Linked DNA regions of Capra hircus: region 1 is linked to region 2. A link is a contact called in public Hi-C data. All regions are on one chromosome and are shown on one strand. The core of a region is the stretch at or near the end of the contact, and the rest is flanking DNA. Distances in the headings are between cores, read along the strand shown. Region 1 overlaps PTK2B (protein-tyrosine kinase 2-beta). Region 2 holds the start of PTK2B (protein-tyrosine kinase 2-beta).

Region 1 (6,000 bases), core at 849-3,348, 100 kb before region 2:
AGGAAAGACTCCAGTTGTACTCCAGGGTGTCCACCTCTGGCTTATGCAGTTGGTGGGCAGAGGAGGAGGACAGGGGTTCTACCAGTGGTCTCTAAAAATAAATGACCCAAAGCAGCCAACACTCGACTTATAGCTGAGAAACACTGACATCCACCTTTTAGGTTCTGTGTTCCCTTTGTGACTTCCTTTCCCCTCATTTTCTACCTCTGAAAACCTATGTGTATGCATGCAAATAATTATAAAATATAGTACACATAAAAATTTTGGGTGACATCTGTTAACTTTTTATACATATTCTTTAAGTATGATTTTCCCTTAAAATATATGTCTTCATAGAGATTTTTAGGTATTACTTATTTATAATAATTATTTACGTGGAGACCAAATAGCCAATACTATTTGTCTTATCTTCCCTTCCCTGTTTGGATCAGTGTGTCTAGTAATTTCTTCAACTGTTGCAGACATTGTCCCACTCCTGATCATACATTAGTAACTCAGTGTTACTTTAACTCATGTGTCCTTGTGCCCATCTGGGAATAGTTTTATGCTTTTGATACCATAAGCAGAGAAGGGCAAGTAACTTATGATTCATAAACAATAAATTTACAAAATTTACAGTGTTTAGAAAAGAGTATGGTTAGGCCTTCATCTCACACTTTATTCTAAATATTTATTCTAGATAGATTAAAGGGAAAATGTTAATAATGAAATTATTTTAAAACTAGAAGAAAAGCTAGAGAAATAGTCTCAAATCATGTAACTGAGAAGAATATCTAAAGCATGAAATCATAGAAGAGATCTACATAAAAACTTAAAACATGTAGTGCTATGTCCTTAACAGTTTTTATTCAATGGTATTTTTGAACATATTGTCAATCAAGATAAGTAATAATAATTATGGTCCCGATTTTAGAGGAAAAAAAATACATTGGAAAAAGCCTGACTTGGAGCAACTCTGCTAATGGAGGTTATCTCTGGTTAATGGATTTTCAAATGATTTTAGTCACCTTTTCTCCTTCCCTACGTGTTCCAAATACTCCACATTGTACAAGGCATCATGGCCATCTGCAACGCCCCCTGGGTTGGGTGAGCTGCAAATGTACTTCCAGGTAACTGACCATATTGGCATGCTTCATGCAGTTAAGTAACTCTACAAAATAAATGTCAGCACGTGTCCACCAGCAAAGAGGTCTTCAGACCTTTCATGGTTACCCAGCCATACAAACTCATACTGTGCCCTCACTGTGAGCCAGGAGAAGGTGGCACCAACCCTGAGTTCAAGGATTTGATGGATTTCAGACTAGTGCATGTGAGCCACTCGGCATCTGACAGAGTGGTGGATACATACGGCCTTATGGCCAATCCGTGCAGGGAGGGGTAGGTGGGGTGGACCTGGGCAATGGGAGACTTCGAGACGGACAGACCCTTGAGTGGGCACTGTAGGAAGAGCCCAGGGTCACACTGCCTGTTATCAAGGTGTGCTTCACAGGCGTGCTCCAAGGTTTTCTAAGAATGTTGAGGGAAAGCAAACAACTTTGGGGACTTCCTTGGTGGCTCAGTGGTAAAGAATTAGTCTGCAGTGCAGGAGATGCAGGTTCGATCCCCGTGTTGGGAAGATCTCCTGGAGGAGGAAATGGCAACCCACTCCAGTATTCTTGCCTGGAGAATCCTACAGACAGTGGAGCCTGGTGGGCTACAGTCTGTGGGGTCACAGAGTCAGAAATGACTGAGTGTCTGAGCTGGATGATTTACTAACTCTGTACACATCTATTAGCACCTATTGGAGCAGGGGATACAGCAGTGAGCAACACAGATGGAATCCCAGCATTCTAGTATCTCCCAGAAGCTTGCCTAGTATTCAAAGGAACGTTTACTGGATCACCTGGATGGCAGGTGGAAGGAAGAAGCCAGAGCCTGGGAGGCAAGAACAGTGGCAGCGAAAGGCAGACAGGGGACATCGACCAGAGAGAGGGCTGGCGCCTCTCTTCCCAGGGCCAGACGGTGAGCACCTCGGGGCCTTACCATCTGTCAGCCACCACTTGTCCCCTTCCGGCTCTCACATTCCTGCCTTGGAGGAGAGTCCAAGCTGGCCGAGAGCCCAGTGGAGGAGGGAAGGAGCAGGCAACCTCCCTGGAGTGGCCCGGAGGCCACCTACCTGAGCTCCAGACAGCCCAGCTGCAGGGCCATCCCCTCGCTGACCTTGCTGGCATAGCGCTGCATGTAGTCGTTCCGGAGCTGGCAGGGAGAAAGGCCACGGTTCAGACTCCCGCCCTCGCTCCCCATTTCCCTGAGATGAGCAGAGGCCCCAGGAGGTGGAGGGGGCTTTGAACACCATCCTGCTGCCCTGAGTGGTCTCTCATCCCTCCCCCCACAAATGCACAACCACATAGCAGGAGGGGGAGGTGCCCTGGGTAGTGTTGATTGTGCCCCTACAGGCGTGATTGAGTTTTTGAAGTACTTTCAAAGCACATTTTTTTAAGCGTCCACAAGGCAGGAACTTCAGGTTCCCCTCTCCCACCCCTCACTTCGGAGATAAAGAAACTGGGAATGGGGGGAGGAGTTAGTCATTTATTCTGGCTTCCCGATGGTTCAGCGGTAAAGAATCCTCCTGCAGTGCAGGAGACACAGATGAGGGTTTGACCCCTGGGTTGGGAAGATCCTCTGGAGGAGGGCATGGCAACCCACTCCAGGATTCTAGCCTGGAGAGGCAAGAGGGGCCTGGCGGACTACAGTCCTTGGGTTTGCAAAGAGTCGGACGTGACTGAGCGGCTGAGCACACACGCACACAGTAATTTACCCAAAGCCTTGTTGGTAAGTAGAGACGGATGTCACTCAAGATATGAGAAAAGTCTGGCTCGGTCTCTAGAGGACCGGGAGGGAGACGTAGGCTGGGGCAAAGGCCAGACACAAAACGGCTGTGGCGGCTCTCGTGCACGTAGTGCTTATTTGCAGCCATGTCTTGTGCTGGGCACCTCAGGGGCACTACAGCCAGGAGTGCGGTGAGCTCCAAACAGCTCATGGAAGTCAGTTATTAAGTTTTCCAAAATCTTGTGAGCTGCTTGATATATTAATCTTTTGAAATAGGCCAAGATGGGAGTATTTGATTTAGTTTAGTTGCTAAGTTGTGTTTGACTCTTGTGACCCCACAGACTGTAGCCCATCAGGTTCCTCTGTCCATGGGATTTCCCAACTAAGAATACTGGAGTGGGGTGCCATTTCCTTTTACAGGGGAGCTTCTGGACCCAGGTCTCCTGCACTGCAGGTGGATTCTTTACTGCCTGAGCTACCAGGGGTTATTTACACCATGGAAATTGGCAAGTACTACAAATCAGAGAGTTGGTTTACAAGAATACTGCTAGTACTATATAGTTAGGTCTTCATGGCAGCCCAGTAATGTATGTATTCTTCTTATCATCCCCTTTTTATAGAAGAGGAAACAACCTCATGCAGGTAAATTAGGTCCCGAGGGGTTTCAGGTTGAGAAGTGGCAAAACTGGGCTAGAAACCAGGTGTGTCAGACAGCTGAGCCTGTATGCTATGATTGCTTCCCTTCTCTTTGGACTTGCTCTGCCTGCTTCCCCAGCCAGGTCGTCTGGGTAGAAAATAGCCACTAGGAAAATCCAAGAGGGCCTGTGCCTATGGGGAGGGGTCATTCAGCCCTCAGGTGTGAAGGAAGCAGGTTTGGATAGCTGACCAGGGACCAAGGAATGTCCCTGAGAGAACTTTCCTGGAATGAGACCTTCAAAATGCAAGCCTTGTCTTTCCATCTCCCCAGGAGAGGATGGTCATAGGACCTAGGGGACTGGAAGATAAAATACTTTTACCTGTTGGTAAAAATAAAGCAGCGTGGTCTTGTCCTCTTTCAGGCTCTCCATGAAGTCCTCTGGCAGGTAGCGGACTTGAAGGTCATACCTGGGACAGGAAGTTCAAATTCTCTGGTTGACAGAGGGAAGCTGGTCCTACCAGGGGCTGCCACGGAGCTCCTGGCTACCCATTCAGGACTTGCTCCTTCTTTCCTTCTTTTCCACGGGTGGGTGGAGGACCGCAGAGGACGGGCGGGGCGGGGGGTGGGGGGGTGCGGGTTGCCAGCCACAGTGGTCAGTGCTGGTTCTGACTCTCTGTCTCCTCCCCATGATGGTAGCTGTTCTCCTTAGGTTTACTCCCCAGCCCTTGGCTTGGCTCCCCCTCCTCCTTGCACTTCTGCTCCTCCTCCTCCATAGCGCCAAGAGCATCCAGTCCAGGGATGCACCTAGATATCCATCTTGGAATGCGGATGTGTGATGAGCCCTTATTAGGTCTTAGCAAACACACGATTGGATGCTGCAGAAGGGCCAACCTAATATGCCACTCAGATTTTCTATAATATTCTCAGACGCTGGTAAGTGCTCTGAGGAAAGGCGTCCCAGGGTCTCCCCACTCCTCGTTTCCCCCCACCCCCATTCCAGAACCTGTGGCTCCTCTCTTACCTCCACTCGGCTTCCACATGCAGACACTCATACTTGTCCTGCACCTCCCCCACTGTCATCAGCGGATGTAGCCAGTGGATCTCGTCTGACTTCATGTGCTTCAGCCTCAGCCCATAGCAGTCAGCCAGCTGGATGTTGGGCCCGATCCGCCCGCTCAGCAGGATGGAGGCGATGACTTCCTACAGAGGAGAAAAGAGGAGGCTTGACTCAGGGGTATGCCCTTCTGGGCTCCCACAGTCCTCACAGAGCCCCTGGAAGTGTGATTCTCTAGGGTGGGATTCTGACTTAAAAGTTTTATTTTATGCTCTGATTCACTAGCACCTAGTGTAAGGCTTGGTATGCAGTAGGCTCTATGTGATGAATGAGCAAGTTTGCAAAGTCAGACAGAGATGGAGGAACTGAGAGGAGAAGCAAAGGAGAAAATGCAGTGAGGCAAAGAGCATGGATTCCATGCTTACGCATTTCATTCCAACCCAACCAACCCATAGCTGACCAGGTAAGAAGCGCCCTCTGAATGGCTTCCAATTCAGCCAGCATTAATAAGCATCTGCAGCAGGCATTTCTGGGAACTGTGCATACATTATTTCACTGAATCTGTGCAACACAAGGGAGCAGGTGTTACATTCCCATTTGGCTGATGGGGAAAGTTATGGAGATCGCAGGGGCTTCCTTGATAGCTCAGTTGGTAAAGAATCCATCTGCAATGCAGAAGACCCAAGTTCAATGCCTGGCCTGGGAAGATCTGCTGGAGAAGGGATAGGCTACCCAGTCCAGTATTCTTGGGCTTCCCTTGTGGCTCAGCTGGTAAAGAATCTGCCTGCAATGCGGGAGGGCTGGGTTTGATCCCTGGGTTGGGAAGATCCCCCAGAGAAGGGAAAGGCTACCCACTCTAATAATCTGGCCTGGAGAATTCCATGTACTATATAGTCCATGGGGTTGCAAAGAGTCAGACACAACTGGGCGACTTTCACTTCACTTCACTTTAATGGAGATCACACAGCTCATGGCATTAAGCTGGAATATGGACTCTGAGCCCTGGACTCTGAGGACTAGTACTAGATCAAGCTGCTTCATGGAAATGTGGGCAGGGTAAGATAGAAGGGCAGACTCGCACTAGGGATTAGGTGGCACCATTTCTGTACAAGAAGCCTGGCCACCAGAAACAGAGTGTTGACAAAAAATTAGGTGCCCTCCTTATCCCTGCTTTCTTGACCAGAAGCCAGCCCACCTCACAGCCTGATGCCATAGCTTCCTGGCCTGGAGCCTAAGCTGGATTAATAGGCCTATTGACAGCAGCCTGGAAAACCACCATCTATAAAGTCCTGCCTAGTTCTGAAGCCACATTGGTTTCACTTTAACTCAGGTTACTCATGGAGTTCCACACATAATAGGTCAATCAAGCCCACTCCCGATGGAGTAAAAAGTACTCTAAAGGCAAATGAAAAACTCACAAGCACTAACCAATCTCTGCTGAGTATCTTTGCAGTACATGCCACCCAGTCTGAGACCCCTGTGAATACTGAAAACTTCAAAT
Region 2 (7,024 bases), core at 406-2,905:
TTGCTGTGCCCTGCGCTGTTCATCCCCCTCTTTCCCTCCCAGACTAATTCTACTGATCCTTCAGGTCTCCACTTAGAGCCACTTCTGCCAGTAAGCCTTCCTGGACACCCTGACCAGTTCCTCCCACAGTCCCCAGCACTGAGCGGTCACCACCTGCTGCTTTCCTCCCCACAGCACTGCTGGTGGGTTGCGGGGGTTGGGGGGGTGCAGATGGTGCACACTGGGGTCCCTCATGCCCAGTGCTAGCACCTGGCCTGGGGTAGGAAGTCAGCCAATGTGTACAGAATGAAGGAATGAGAGCCCAGTGTCCTGCCAGAGCTTGTCTCTTGGTGAGTCTACTTCCCTCCCTCCGTCCATCTTCACTCACTTTTTCATCTCTGCCTCCTCTCACCCGCCCCCAGAGGAGTTGTGAAATCTGGGGTTAGGTCCACAACTGCATTCCTTGCCCTCGAGGGAGGGGCCTCCTCCTGCCCCTTCCCTCATCTTTGGCACCAACTGCCCCCGAGGGCTCATGTCCAGCTACAGGTCAGGGGAAGCTCTGCTCTGGCTTCTGAGTGCCCCTGGTGAGTGTCCCCTGCGTCCCAAATTCTGTTCCTTCCTTTCCTGACCCTTGGAGGAGTCTAACTGGATTGAGCACCAAGTTTGGGGTGCAGGGAGTAGAGAGTGTCAGATGGCTGAGGGTTAGGGCAGTTGGTGGGGTTCTTGCTGGGCTCAGAACAGCACCCATATGCTGCCTGCTCACCCACCCCAGGCTTTGCCCACGCACCGCCTGCCAGGAGGAGGCAGGGAGCTTAACTCTTTAGGGGCATTCCCAAGTAGTTTCACAGAGACCCAGGGCGGCAGCAGGTCTTAACTTTAGTTCCCCAGGACACACAGGTACTCACTCACTCACACACACACACACACACACACACACACACACACACACACACACAGTAGTCCTGCCTCTACGCCCTTGCAGAGCCCTGCTCGCTTCCAGTCGGGGGTGCAACATACAGAAGATGCCTCGTGAGGTGGTCAGGTGGGGGAACAAGAATCCAAAGCGGGGAGCCCCGGGGTGTTCATGGGCCCGTGACCGGGGTGGGAGCGCTGTCTTCAGAGGCAGGGGCGGGGGGTGGGGGTGCAGCGCGGGGCGCCGGCAAAGGCTCTAAGGCAGGAGTGGAAGGTGGATTCTGAAAGCTCTCTGATCTGACCTTTGCAGGCAGGGGGCCCTTCTGAGTCCTCTCATAATCCCGGCCTTCCCTGTCTGAACCCGATAAGAGAACTAAGAGGGGAAAGAAAACACCCTTGAGTTTCAAATTAACTCCCCAAATAGACTCCTTCTCCCCTTGGCCGAGGGCTAGCCAGCCCAGAGGCGCCCACTTCTGGATCCGCGGTCCGGGAGTCGCCCCCCACCCCTCCCTCGTCCAGCCTCCAACTTCTGGCTGGGCGCTCGGCGCCGATCGATCGCGGGAGGGGACTCACTCGGGGCGAAGCGCCGGCTCCAGTGGCGGCGGCTGCGGCTTCTTCTCTGCTCGGCCAGGTGCGGCGGGGGCTAGGCAGGTAAGGGGCGCTTCCGAAGGGGCTCGCGGCGGCTCGGGAGGCCTCCGCTGAGTAAGAGCGCTGACAGGTTTGTGTTTTCCCCTTCTCCTCCTCCGGCTTAACCACACCCCTGCCGCTCTCCTCCCCACTTCCTTAAAGGGTGGGGTGTGTTGTCTGCGGTGCCGAGCGTGTGTGGCTCCAGCCTCTTACCATAAACTCTGAAATAGACGCCGCTGCCAATTCCCGGAGCTGCACGTGCCCACCTGGGAGGGGGCCATCTCTGCCACCCCCAACCCCACGTGGGGTCTCCTGATAGTCTTTGTCACCACCGCTTCCACCTTGTGAGCAGTTGAGCACCCCCAACTCCACCCCTCCTCGCTCTCCCTTCCTCTCCACTGGGAAGCTTTCCTCTTAGCTCCCAGGTCTGCTGCAGAGCTAGAGACTGTCAGCAGCCTGCCACACTCCCAGCATCGGTGTCCCTCCGGGTCTCTTCAAGGCCTAAAGCGCTGCTTTGGGAGGATGGGGTGGGGGCACCAGAGATCAGGTGACTGTCACCAGGGGCTTTGGCAGAACTGGTCCAGGGGTCTGAATGCCATAGACCAGGTCCCTGCACTACAACAGCCAGGACCAGAGGCACAATAGTCAAAGATGCTGGGCAGCCTTTTCTCGTCCCCTCGCCACATCAGTCCACTTGGTTTGTTAACCAAGAGCTTGATTACCTCTTCACTCTGGCCAGCAGGGCAGCAAGAGTCGAGGCAGTGACTCAAGGGCACTTAGTAACCCCTTTCTCTGTCACTAGAAAGATTCTAGACTTTTTCTTGAGTAGGAGCAGGTGAACAGGACTGAGCATAAAGTCAAAAAGCTGGCGTGTCACTCAGCATTCCTCACCTTCGCAAAGTTCCTCTCCAGAGCCCCACCCCAAACTTCTTCATTCTGTAGCCTGAGAAGAACTGGGATCTCCCACACTGTTAGAGGATGCTCTTCACAAAGGCGTCTCTCAGCATGGCACCCCCTGGTGTTGTGCAGCTGCCTGTGACAGCCCAGTGTACTCTACAACCAGCCCCAGTCTTCCTTCCCCCACCACTTCCAAACTCAGAGGACGGGCCACCCCAGAGAAGAGCCAGCATTCGGTTAGTATGTCTAAATGCCAACCACTGTGCCAAGGAACACTCCATTTACATTTTATCTATGTTAACATTTCCTTTCATTCTTCCCATTTTCTGAAAAGAAAACAGATTTAGATTAAAATGTCCAAGGCTGCAAAATCAGAAAGTCAGTTTCCTGCAATTATGATCAGTGGACTGTCTGTAGCTCTTAAAATGCAGATACCTGGATGTGACTCTGGGGCTACTGAAAATCAGAATCTCTGAGCCTGGGACCCACCCACTCATGCAGGGTAACTTACAACCCATCTGTTGGAACTGACAGCCTTGTTAATCCCATACACTGATCAGCCGTGTTCTCAGCACCAAGTGTTGCCGGGGTCTACAAAGCAGTGAGAAGACACACAAGTAGGTATCCAGGGATACTTTGGGCAGGGCTTGGGTGACAAGGCGAGTCAGATAGGGTAAACTAGAGTTAGAAGGAGACTTATGGGGGAAGATGAGGCGCTAACTGACCACCCTATGAGGAACTTGTCAGAGGGCATCAGAAAGCAGGTGACCTGATTGTCTTCCTGGCATGGGAATGAGGTGATGAAGGTCCAGTGGTGTGAAGGCATGAGAACCTGTGTGAACTGTGGAGAGTCTGGTGCCTGGTCTTGACAGTGGGTACTCAAGAGCAAAGCTACTCCAGACTGGTTTAATAAAAGGTGAATTTGTGTATGCTGCCTCTGTGTGGCCAAATCCATGAACTACATCTTCATTGACTCAATTCAGGGGAAGAAAAGTTTTCAGATATTTAAATTGTTGAAGTCTTTAGCAAATTCTTTTGAAGCTCCAAAATCTAGCTCCTGGAATTGTAGCATCACAGGTTTTATTTGTGAAAGAGACCTTGAGGCATTCCCTGCAATGTATAATTCCATCTTCAGGTCTTCTTATACTCTGTCCAATGTGTGTGTGCTCAATTGTGTCTGACTCTGCAACCCCATGGACTGTAGCCCACCAGGCTCCTCCGTCCATGGAATTTTCCAGGCAAGAATACTGGAATGGGTTGCCATTTCCTCCTCCAGGGGATGTTCTAGGCCCAGGGATAGCACCCGTGTCCACTGCGCTCCTGCATTGGCAGGTGGATTCACCTTTGACTCTCCTTTATTGCCCCATAGTCATTCAGTCTCTAGGTTCTGGGAATCCTTCTGAGCATCTTTCCTATTCATCATTTTCATTCTAGTCCTATTGCCCCTGCCATGGGCCACGGTCTGTTTGTTTTATGCCTAGACTTTAGAAAAGGATTCTTTTGATCCGTCCCACACTGCTATCCAGTGTTCAGTAAAGTGGTCTGATCAGGTGATGAGCTTCCAGTTGGCATCTGAGATCACAGGAATAGGTGAGATGGTCTGGGACAGCAGTGAGAAGGAGTAGAGATCTTAAGATCCGGCTCTTGCCAGGAGCAAACTTAGTGAAGAGGCAACAGTTGGGTGGGGGGAGTTAATGAATGAAATAGAAGTTAGAACATGTAGGCAGCATGTTGGCTGAAAGGAAAATTGACGAGACAGGGTGCTGAGGCGCTTGTGGGTTGAAACATGGCTACTTAATCCTTTGCTTAAGATGCAGGTTTAAACGCACATGGGAAGGATCCAGTCGAGAAGGAAGACGTGAACTTGAGCGGGTGGAATCCTTCTCTCTGAGCTCCTATCTCCTAATCTAGAAGATTAAGGGACTACCTTCACTGCCTATTTCATAAGGTTCTGTGATGCTTAACAACTATGAAAATGCTATAAAATACTATATTATTATTTTTAGATGTGATAGGAATTAAATAGGATGGGATTAGTGGGGAGATTTACATATGTATCTGTTATATTTATACAGTTTATTGAGTATTCACTATGACCAGAACTTTTACCCATCATCTAAGTAATCTTCACAACAGTTCAGGTTGATTATAATACTCCTATTTTGCAGAAAGGTAAAGGAGGCTTGGAGAAGGTAAATAAAAAATTTGTCCACCACCCAGGTGGTAAAGAGAGAAGCTGAATCTATTAATCATTAATAGCAGGGCCATGATGGTAGTAATTGGAGTCTCTCCATTATGGACAATGGAGTTAAATCACATAATATACATTCACTATTACAATTCATTTCCTTTTAAAAGGACAGCATGGTTATAAGTGTCCTGAACAAAAAAAAAACAAAAAACTCATGGGCACAAGGACTAAATAATTAAGTTGTTCGTGACCCAAAGCCATCTGCCTCTAATTTAACCAGGTACCACTAGGTGTACTAAATGGGCCACGGTTGAAGCCAATATGAAGGACTCAAAACCACACCCTTGACTTTTAAAGAATCCTTTACTCTATCCATGAAAGCACTCCTGCTTGTCCTCCTCTCTTCACTTATAGTAGTATCCCTGATTTTTAGTTGGCCAGAGGCTGCCCAAAATAAAGACTTCCTTTCCCAGTCTGCCTTGCAACTGTGACTGGGTGATTATGTTCTGGGTGATGGCTGGTGAGTAGACATATGTGTGCAGCATCAGGACCAAGTCCTTCCTTCAGGTCAATGGGTATGCCCTCCACTAGTCCCTTTTCCACTTCCACCTGATGATGGAACCTGAAGCAGTCTGCTTGGCCTGTGCATTTGAGAAGAGCTAAGCAACGTGAGAGACGAAGCCTGGGTCCCTATTGAACGCCATCAAGCCACCATGCTAGCCCCAGACTTGGCCTGGACCTGGGTAAACTTTTTACATGAGAGAGAAAGAAACACTTCAGTTGTTCAGGTTACCACTGCCTTGCGGCTTTTCTGTTGAAAACCAAAGCCAAAACTGCATCCTTTAGCCCATTTGAATATACCATCATTTAGTTCATTTTTTAAATATACAAATTAAGGCAGAACCTCAACATCCCCATCTATAAGATGGGAATAATGACAGAGTTGTGAGAAGACTAGAAATAATACATGCAAGTTTTCTTGCTAGTGCTGTGGTTCATAGTGGACAATAATGGGAGGTATTATAACCTGTTGGAAGTTTAAAAACTGTGTTCCTTAAATAAAAATGATGGTTACTTTGAAATATTCCATATCCTGCCTCCAACAGTATAGGGGAAAAGAGAAACAAAAACAGCAAAATTTAGAACTGACATAAGATGAATGATGGGTATGTGGGGGTTAATTATACTATTCTAACATTGTGTTTGAAAATATTCATAGTAAAAAAGTTAAAATAAATAAAATCTTTCCACAGAGTTGGGGGGAAAGAATTCCAGGACACAATCCAAAGTATCTCCTTTGGAAAAATAAAATGACATTAAATGCACTGAGAAATTAATTTTCTCAGTACCCAAGTGGAAGGGCAGATGGATAAGGCAGAAGATTGTTTTGTTTTCAGCAGTTTCCACAGCCTGGGGCACTGCTGCCAGTCCTTCTGTAGCCCCTCAAGGTAGAGGCAGGTCAGTGGGCTTTGGGATGCTTCTGGAGGGTGCTTGCATGGAAGGGGAGCCCGCCTTGCCCACTTGGGGTCAGCTCTGTGTCCGGTGACTTTGACTTTGGTTTTCAATCCTTAGCCCCACCTGTGGATGAATTCACCAGGTCCCCCCACCTCCAGCCTATGGAAAAGTTCTGAAGTAACAAATGACTGTGTGAATCTTGGTTTGCCACTGTTGAGGCCAGAGATTCTAATACACATGGCCAACAGCTCCCAGCCCACACTATGCTAGAAGCATCAACTAGGAAGAAGTGCAGGTTGCTATAGGCAGGCTCTAATGAACAAAGAAAGAAAGAAAGCCCAGCTGATGCAAGAACAAGAACCTGCAAATCACAGGGATCTGTGGCCATTGAAGGGGCAGAGAAAAAGAATCCTGCACACTTCATTAACTTCTGAGGGCACCCCATTATTAACCAGCCTAGCCCAGTGATTATTGTCTATTTTGGTAAGTCATGAAGAAAAGTTTAAATGATATTCTGCATCCTCTATTTTAGAGAGAGAAAAGCACATGATGTAATTTAAAATTTTTTCTGTTGAAAATGTTTGCCATAAAATAATTGGGGGCTTAAAGATAAATTTTAGGAACATGGAACCTCGGTTTAGATTTCATTTTGTCAAGTTGTCAAGTTGCAGTCTGTACCAGAGTATTTTTACCACCCTCGCTCCTTCATAAGGAGAAGCAGTAATGTGTAGCCGTCACTGGGGACCTCCAAGTGTTATTGTTAGTAGCTCAGTTGTGTCTGACTCCTTGTGACCCCATGGACTATGGCCTGCCAGGCTCCTCTGTCCATGGGATTCTCCAGGCAAGAATACTGGAATGAATAGCCATTCTCTTCTCTAGGGGATCTTCCAGACCCAGGGATCAAACCCAGGTTTCCTGCACTGGAGGCAGATTCTTTACTGCGTGAGCTACCAGGGGGACCTC

The links. Hi-C and Micro-C count contacts between places; a contact is called where the count stands out from the background.
Region 1: a contact with region 2 is called in a Hi-C map of blood, with 5 times the contacts expected there. The contact joins the enhancer-like site here to the promoter of PTK2B in region 2. A contact is called at or near these places in 3 of 5 Hi-C or Micro-C datasets (all in blood).

The regions. Positions count from the first base shown.
Region 1 is chr8:74,312,424-74,318,423 of ARS1.2, reverse strand. PTK2B (protein-tyrosine kinase 2-beta) reads right to left here. Exons shown (of 30, transcript XM_005684040.3): 3 at 4,467-4,645; 4 at 3,825-3,912; 5 at 2,156-2,235. Among named protein-coding and RNA genes, the nearest start is that of CHRNA2, 50 kb to the left of the region's middle. Within about 2 kb of position 2,098, at least 1 of the 5 cell types and tissues checked has an H3K27ac peak or open chromatin away from gene starts, as enhancers often do.
Region 2 is chr8:74,206,705-74,213,728 of ARS1.2, reverse strand. PTK2B (protein-tyrosine kinase 2-beta) reads right to left here and starts at 1,655. Exons shown (of 30, transcript XM_005684040.3): 1 at 1,465-1,655.